2 separate regions of the Gossypium hirsutum genome follow, and region 2 is linked to region 1. A link is a contact called in public Hi-C data. All regions are on one chromosome and are shown on one strand. The core of a region is the stretch at or near the end of the contact, and the rest is flanking DNA. Distances in the headings are between cores, read along the strand shown. Region 1 holds the start of LOC107952233. Region 2 holds the start of LOC107949012 (short-chain dehydrogenase reductase 3c).

The links. A called contact is a pair of places that touch in the nucleus more often than the background predicts.
Region 2: a Hi-C map of leaf shows a contact between it and region 1, with 2.7 times the contacts expected there. The contact joins the promoter of LOC107949012 here to the promoter of LOC107952233 in region 1. A contact is called at or near these places in 16 of 34 Hi-C or Micro-C datasets (anther, callus, fibers and 4 more).

Annotation. Positions count from the first base shown.
Region 1 is chrA08:14,069,699-14,073,050 of Gossypium_hirsutum_v2.1, reverse strand. LOC107952233 reads left to right here and starts at 1,797. Exons shown (of 8, transcript XM_041075886.1): 1 at 1,797-2,054; 2 at 2,185-2,486; 3 at 2,660-3,352. The coding sequence starts at 1,990. TRNAP-AGG (transfer RNA proline (anticodon AGG)) reads right to left here and starts at 1,734; the gene lies at 1,663-1,734. TRNAP-UGG (transfer RNA proline (anticodon UGG)) reads left to right here and starts at 1,505; the gene lies at 1,505-1,576.
Region 2 is chrA08:14,215,450-14,218,801 of Gossypium_hirsutum_v2.1, reverse strand. It overlaps LOC107949012 (short-chain dehydrogenase reductase 3c), which reads right to left and starts at 1,635. Exons shown (of 3, transcript XM_016883709.2): 1 at 1,291-1,635; 2 at 1,032-1,112. The coding sequence starts at 1,610.

The DNA.
Region 1 (3,352 bases), core at 548-3,047:
TTTTAATTGGTAGGGGGTAGATGATGTGATTGATAGTAGTCGTAAAAATAATTTTTCAGATAAGACTTAGGTTTTAGTAAATAAAAGAAAAATTATACACAAAAAAAAAGTGGGTAGTCTATTTCTTTTTTGGAGAAGAAACAGGCATATATATATAATTTTGTTGTTATGATTAGATTTGATGTATATATGTATTTTGATAGAATAGCAAAATGAGATTAAGGGATAGAGCAAGGAGAATGAGATGTTGTTCTCGTTACTTCTCTTCTTGTAATGTTGTTGCCTTGACAAAGAATATTACTGACATCCAATTCAACCTAGTCATATAATATTAACTCATTCCTTTTCCTTTGGAAGGAAGAAAGGGTGTGCATGTAAGAATAGTGGCAGCTTGGAATTTTTTTGTGTGTGAATAAATCTTTTTGTAAATTATTATCGAGTTTCCCTTATTCTTTTATCATAATTTCTCTCTTAAAAATATTCTCATTACTTTTCGATTTAAATTCATATCTCCATGATTTATGAATCATTATTGTAACTGTAAATGCCTTTATTTGGAGTCTAAATTACGAGCTAATATCCAAAGTTTGAAATGTAGGGGGTTTCTTTCTCAAAAATAACTCCATTCCTTGTTATTCCTACTCCTCGTGTGAACAAAGTGTACAACTCCTTGGCTTTCTCTCATCTCTGTCTTTGTCGCCACTATATGATCCAATCTGCTATTTAAAATTGAGGTAAGGTTAAAACTTTGCATACAGAGTAACCAAACTAGACTACTCTTGCGAAATTACAATCAACAAAAATGTATTTATCTCTGAAACATAAAATACACAAGACACTTTATTCACAATAACTCTTTTTTTTTTATCCCGGATGGTTTGCTATGTCTTCTTTCTATAATATTAATGCAACTATTTTTATCTCGAAAAATAAATATAAACACAATTTACTTTTAAGTTTGAAAATATTTTAGGTGAGAGAAAAAGAGAAATGGGTGGGGTATTTATTGTTCACAAATCAACTCATTAAATAGCTTGGTTGGGAAACTTCACAACCTTGAGCTCAATATCCATAAGGGCTGAACACAGTTAACTATATTTTGTAGTACTTTTCCCTTGACATGCTAGCACGGATTCCTTAAATTCAACATCCATGTGTATTGAGATATCTTTAAAAATGTATTTTAAAAATTAAAATTTGAAGACAAATATTTAAATAAATAATATTAAAAAAATTATACTTAGGTCTAAAAACAGTTTAACTTACTTAAATCATTTAAAAATATAAAAGAATAAATAGAATATATTGTATTTATTGTATGAAATACTTTAAATTTTAAATATAATCAAGGTATTTAAATACATGATATTTGACATTATTTTAGACTGCATACATGTAAAAAACCCAGGCTATATTTTGATTTTAAATATATTAATTATGAATGCATATCTCTAGCTAAATGAATAAATGAATTACACTGTTCTGCAGGGAAGCACAACCGTCCGGGCGTTTGGTCTAGTGGTATGATTCTCGCTTTGGGTGCGAGAGGTCCCGAGTTCGATTCTCGGAACGCCCCTTTCTTATTTTACCTTTTTTTTAAATTTTTTTGGCTCAGAGGCGCTGACACGTGGCATATTGGTCAGAGACACAGAAAAAAAACGAGGGGCATTCCGAGAATTGAACTCGGGACCTCTCGCACCCTAAGCGAGAATCATACCACTAGACCAAATGCCCACTTTGTTTGTTTGTCTCAAACAAAATTATTTATAGTTAAGTTTAATTGAATAGTTTCCCGCCTTCAGGTACATTTTTTTGTTATTATTTCCCCTCCAAAAATCAAAACTCAAAAAATCCCAAAATGCTTCTGATGCATAAAAATGGGGTTTTATTATGCCACCATGTTAGCTTTCCCATCCATCATTTAAGAATTTGAGGTTTCCCACCAAATCATCGTTGATCACTGAGAAAAATCCTACATTAACAAATTGAATGGCTGCTGATACACGTTACCTCACTCACACTCTACTCTTTGAGTCTCACTCCCCATCCATCCGGTAATCTTTTTTCCTTTCAATATTCCAATTATCGCCCCCTTTTTTTTTCTACATGATTTTGGGGGATTCTCGTTAATCATCAAGAAAATTCTCAAAGTGTGATCCAAATAAATATTGTTGTGCTTGATAGTCCTGTAAATGAAAATGAAACCCAGTTGGAGAAAGCTTGCTTTGGCACTGAAGTAACGGATAATGATGATGGTGATGAGGAGATGGGTCATGTGGAGGATGTGAAAGCTGAACAAGCAATGTGTGAGCTTGATATGGAAATTGTGCTTGATAGTGAAGATGAAGGAAGTTGTAGAACCGAGACTATAACTCTCTTTAATTGTAGAAAGATCACTGGTGGAAGTGAAAAGAATGTGTCAAAGAAGAGGGAAGGGCAAAGCCCTTGTTTAGATGTTGATTCAATTGACAAACAACTCAGTGCAGGTTAGTCTTTCATTGGTTTTATTTTGTTTTAAATTTTTTATTCAATGTCATTGTACCCCCTTTTTTCTCTTAGCAAATTGAGATCAATATGATTGCTTTGTGTTTATGTTTTGGTTGAATCTTATGGTGCGTAGTAATTATTAGTAAATCATTTTCTGTGGTTTGAATTGAAGGGACGAAAAGATCTTCCAGGGATCATGATAGAAGTGATGAGACAAAGGATGTGCCTCAATTGTCTATAGGTGATCATGAGATTAGAAGGTTGGAATATGTCGATTCTCAGGAACCTGGAGATTCGTCCCAAGCTATTGCACTTTGCTTCGTCGATAACTTTTTGAGCTTTAATAGTGTGGATTTGTGTCAAGGAGTTGAAGAGAGAAGGAGGACTAAATCGCCTTTTGTCTCCAGTGCAAAGGGAACTCGACATTTGGCTAAGATAATCAATCGGGGATCTCCGGTCAAAGAAGTGGGAACCTTTGAATGGTTTGAGAGTTGTCATCAGGGAGAGACTGATTCCTTTAGCAAGAGAATGACAAGGTCTTCTGAATTTGGAGACTTAAGCCATCAAGATCTTCACAATAAAGGGCAAAGAAATTTAAGCAATGAGCATGAAGAGGAGCATGCACGCCGTCATTCACTTTCAGGGTTCAAGGATCAGGGTTTGAAAGCCAGTATCGGGATAGAAAAAGAATCAGAAGGGAATATGGTAAATGGATCTTTTAAGGAGGTGGACGAACTCATGCAGACAAAATCATCATCAGAAAAGTTTGAAGCTAGTGGTACTGCAAGAGACATACCAGACATGTTTGATGTTGGCTTTAGCACCCAAATAGCTGCAGAAGCGATGGAAGCTCTATGTTACGGCC
Region 2 (3,352 bases), core at 386-2,885, 150 kb before region 1:
TTGGTAAAAGATTTAATGTTATGTAAAATTTAGTAGAGAATATTAATGGGGTAACTAAGATTTTTAGCATATTTCCATGACTCATTCTAGTCTAGTGTAAATGTCGAATATGCTGAGGTAGTGGTTGGATTAGTGGAATCCAGTTGGGATTGGTTGAAACTTACCAGTGGTCGCCATCAATGGCAAAGGCGAAAAAGAAAGCAAAAAGGAAAGGTTAAATTTTGCTAGGGATCCTAGTTTTTATACTTATTTATTTTTTAAATTTAAATTCATTTGATTAAATTTAATTATCAATTTACTCTAATTGAGTATTCCATGTCTCTATATTTTTCTAAATTTAAAATTTCAATCTTGAAGCAAATAGTCATCATTAATTCAATAGTTAAATTTTTAATGAGTAATACGTAGAATAAGTTGATATGACATTATACATAAATAATATATTTGAGATTCCATCTATGATATTCAAACAACAGCTTTGCTAAATACCATTTGAATAGTCGAATTAGAATAAAGTAAAGATTAACCAATTTCTTTTTATTAAAAAAGCTTCAGATCTTTTCCATGGGGTATCTTCCAAAGCTATCACATGCATTGTTGAATTAGAAACAAATTGTTCTAAAAAGTAAAATGGAATTTCCAGTAAAAGCCAAGGGATCAGTAGAACAAAAGAGAAAAAGAACATTTTTTTAATATTTCATGGAAGATCTTTTCAGAGTACAGTGACACCGACCAGACTTTTTGTTTATTATCGGATCAATAACATCAATGATGGTTTAAAAAAGCTTTTTATTAATAATTATAAAGGAATTAAAAAAGTAAAGTCGAATCTAGATGCAAAGGCCATGGGGTCTAGGGATTTTAGCCTTTTTCATTACCTCTGTAGGCTTTTAATGGCGTTAACCTCCTTTTTATCTAACAACTTAAAACAAATCACCAAAATTAAAAGTGAAATAAAGGTCAAATATTATACACTTTAATTTAAAGCACTGTGAAAATAATAAAAAGAAGGATGAAGAACATTGCTATACCTTCCAGTTTGTGTCGATAATTCCCTGTTATAAAAGCACTGAGGAAGTGAGGCTCTACATATGAAGCCATTAATGATGTTTCTGTAGTAGCAAACTAAATACAGTAAGCTGCACTTCCAGAAAATAATGAAAGAAGAAAAGAATCCCAGAAAATATTGTGAAATGATTTGAGTTCTTTTTGTATGAATCTGTAACTGAAAAATAAGTTGGAATAGCAAAAAAGGAACAAAGACCCAAAAATGTGAAGAAAGTCACAAACCTGAATCCAATCCTCAACATGCTCTCTATGAGGGAAATATTGTGTTCTTTAAGGATGGAGAGAGAGAAGGGGGGGGTGAAGGTGGGCGGTGGTGAGCTATATTTTTGAGAAGCCAAGTGAGGACCATTTGACGAGAGAGAGAGAGAGAGAGAGAGAGAGAGAGAGAGAGAGAGAGAGAGAGGCATACATATTTTTGAGTTTCCCAAATATGCCCCATTGATTGAACCAATCCATTTAATTGAACCATATGATACAAGGGTATGACAAGTTAGGATACTGTCAAACGAGAAGGGCATTATTGTCATCGAAATTAGTTTCATAAGATGACAGAGAATAGAAAAGAGGGGCGGCAAAGGAATCAACGAAGTCAATAATATTAATAACGTAGAAATTATATTTGTTATAAAACATTATAAATTTTTTTACAATTAAAATTTATTTTTATAATATTTATATAGACGTAACAATAAGCAATATTTAATTAAACTTTTGAAGTAAATTTATAAGAGTAGATGGTGGTAAATTAAGTAGATTAATTTATATTATTAAAATATTCATATTTTATATTATAAAATATTTATTATTAGATATTTATAAATTATATATATTATAAGGTTTCATGCTTTCAGCGAACATGGAAGCTTAATTTTTTTACACATAACATATTATCCCTTAACACCTCAAATTTTTGATATTTCATTTGGTACTATCCTAGGATGGAATGCAATGAAATACCAAAAATATTAGAAAATGATTCAGATCAAAGAATTTCATGAAAGGAAAATTGATGTTGGAGATGGAAATCAATAGAAAGAATTGTGAATATGCAAATTCAGAAAAAATATTAAATTGTAATTTTAAAAAGTTGGCACAAGAATAAGTTGGGATATGTATTGGTGTGATGAAAATCACTTTTGAGACCAAATTGAAAAGATTTAAAAGTACATGGGCTAAATTATAAATTTTCTCATTATTATCGAGAGAAGGATTTAACTACCCAAGGATTCTTACTAATCACTAAAGGTGAATTATGGAATTTGAGTGATTAAGTGCCTACTTGTGAAAAAAATGTGATTTGAGGCAAAAAGGGTAAAATGATAATTTTGCTATATAAAGGCATTTTGGTTTTTACTCGAGAATTTTATAATAAAAATATTATTTGATGAGATGTTTGATAATTGGTTTTAACATAGTCCATTAGACGTGATGGTTAATGTGTTGATCTGTGCAATTAGACAATGAGTTATCTATCAAAACTCTGAACTGTGAAACTATGAATCTGTCTCCATATGAATATTAAATAATATTTTGAATTAAGTGGATCTCTAAACTCTGAGTATACCTATACCTAAATTATAAGAAAGTTATTGGTCTCAGTTAATAAGTTATCTATGGTTATTATTGTGCCCTAATAAACTTAGTGAAATAGTTAAGATATGATTGACATGCCAATAGGGATTAGATGTGGAGTTCTCTTGTGATATAGAGTTTTGTTTCTTTCGAGTCTTACACATATTATGTGCAATATTTGTTGTCTTCAATTATGCACTCGTGTGCATTCTTTGTTACCTTCGAGCTTAACATGTATGTGCTCTCTAGTGTGTCTTAAGGATTTGTACTTATATGCTATTTGGTTTGTTTGGAGCATCAACACTGTAACACCCTTCACTCGACCGCATCAACACTGTAACACCCCTCGCCCGACCCGATTGTCAAGTTTAAACTACAGGGTGCTACAATTTTTGTCGGAGCAACTACTGACAAATTCACAGTAAAATCATCATTTCATATCATCATTCATGCAATGAAAAACAATAAAACATTGAATATCATGAACATTCTTTCTTAGGTGTTATATGAGCATATGAATGCTTTAATGTCAACCCAAGATCGAGTAAGGACTTTTTTGCAACAATTTTAAATTTTCAAATCAAGTATGTCATAAATAAATCATTCAAACATTCAATTATGTCATAAACAACTAGATATTATGATACACAATTAAATTCGAGCGTTAATCGAGCTTACGAAAGCTCTTCTCTTGGCCCAAGTATGAAATAAG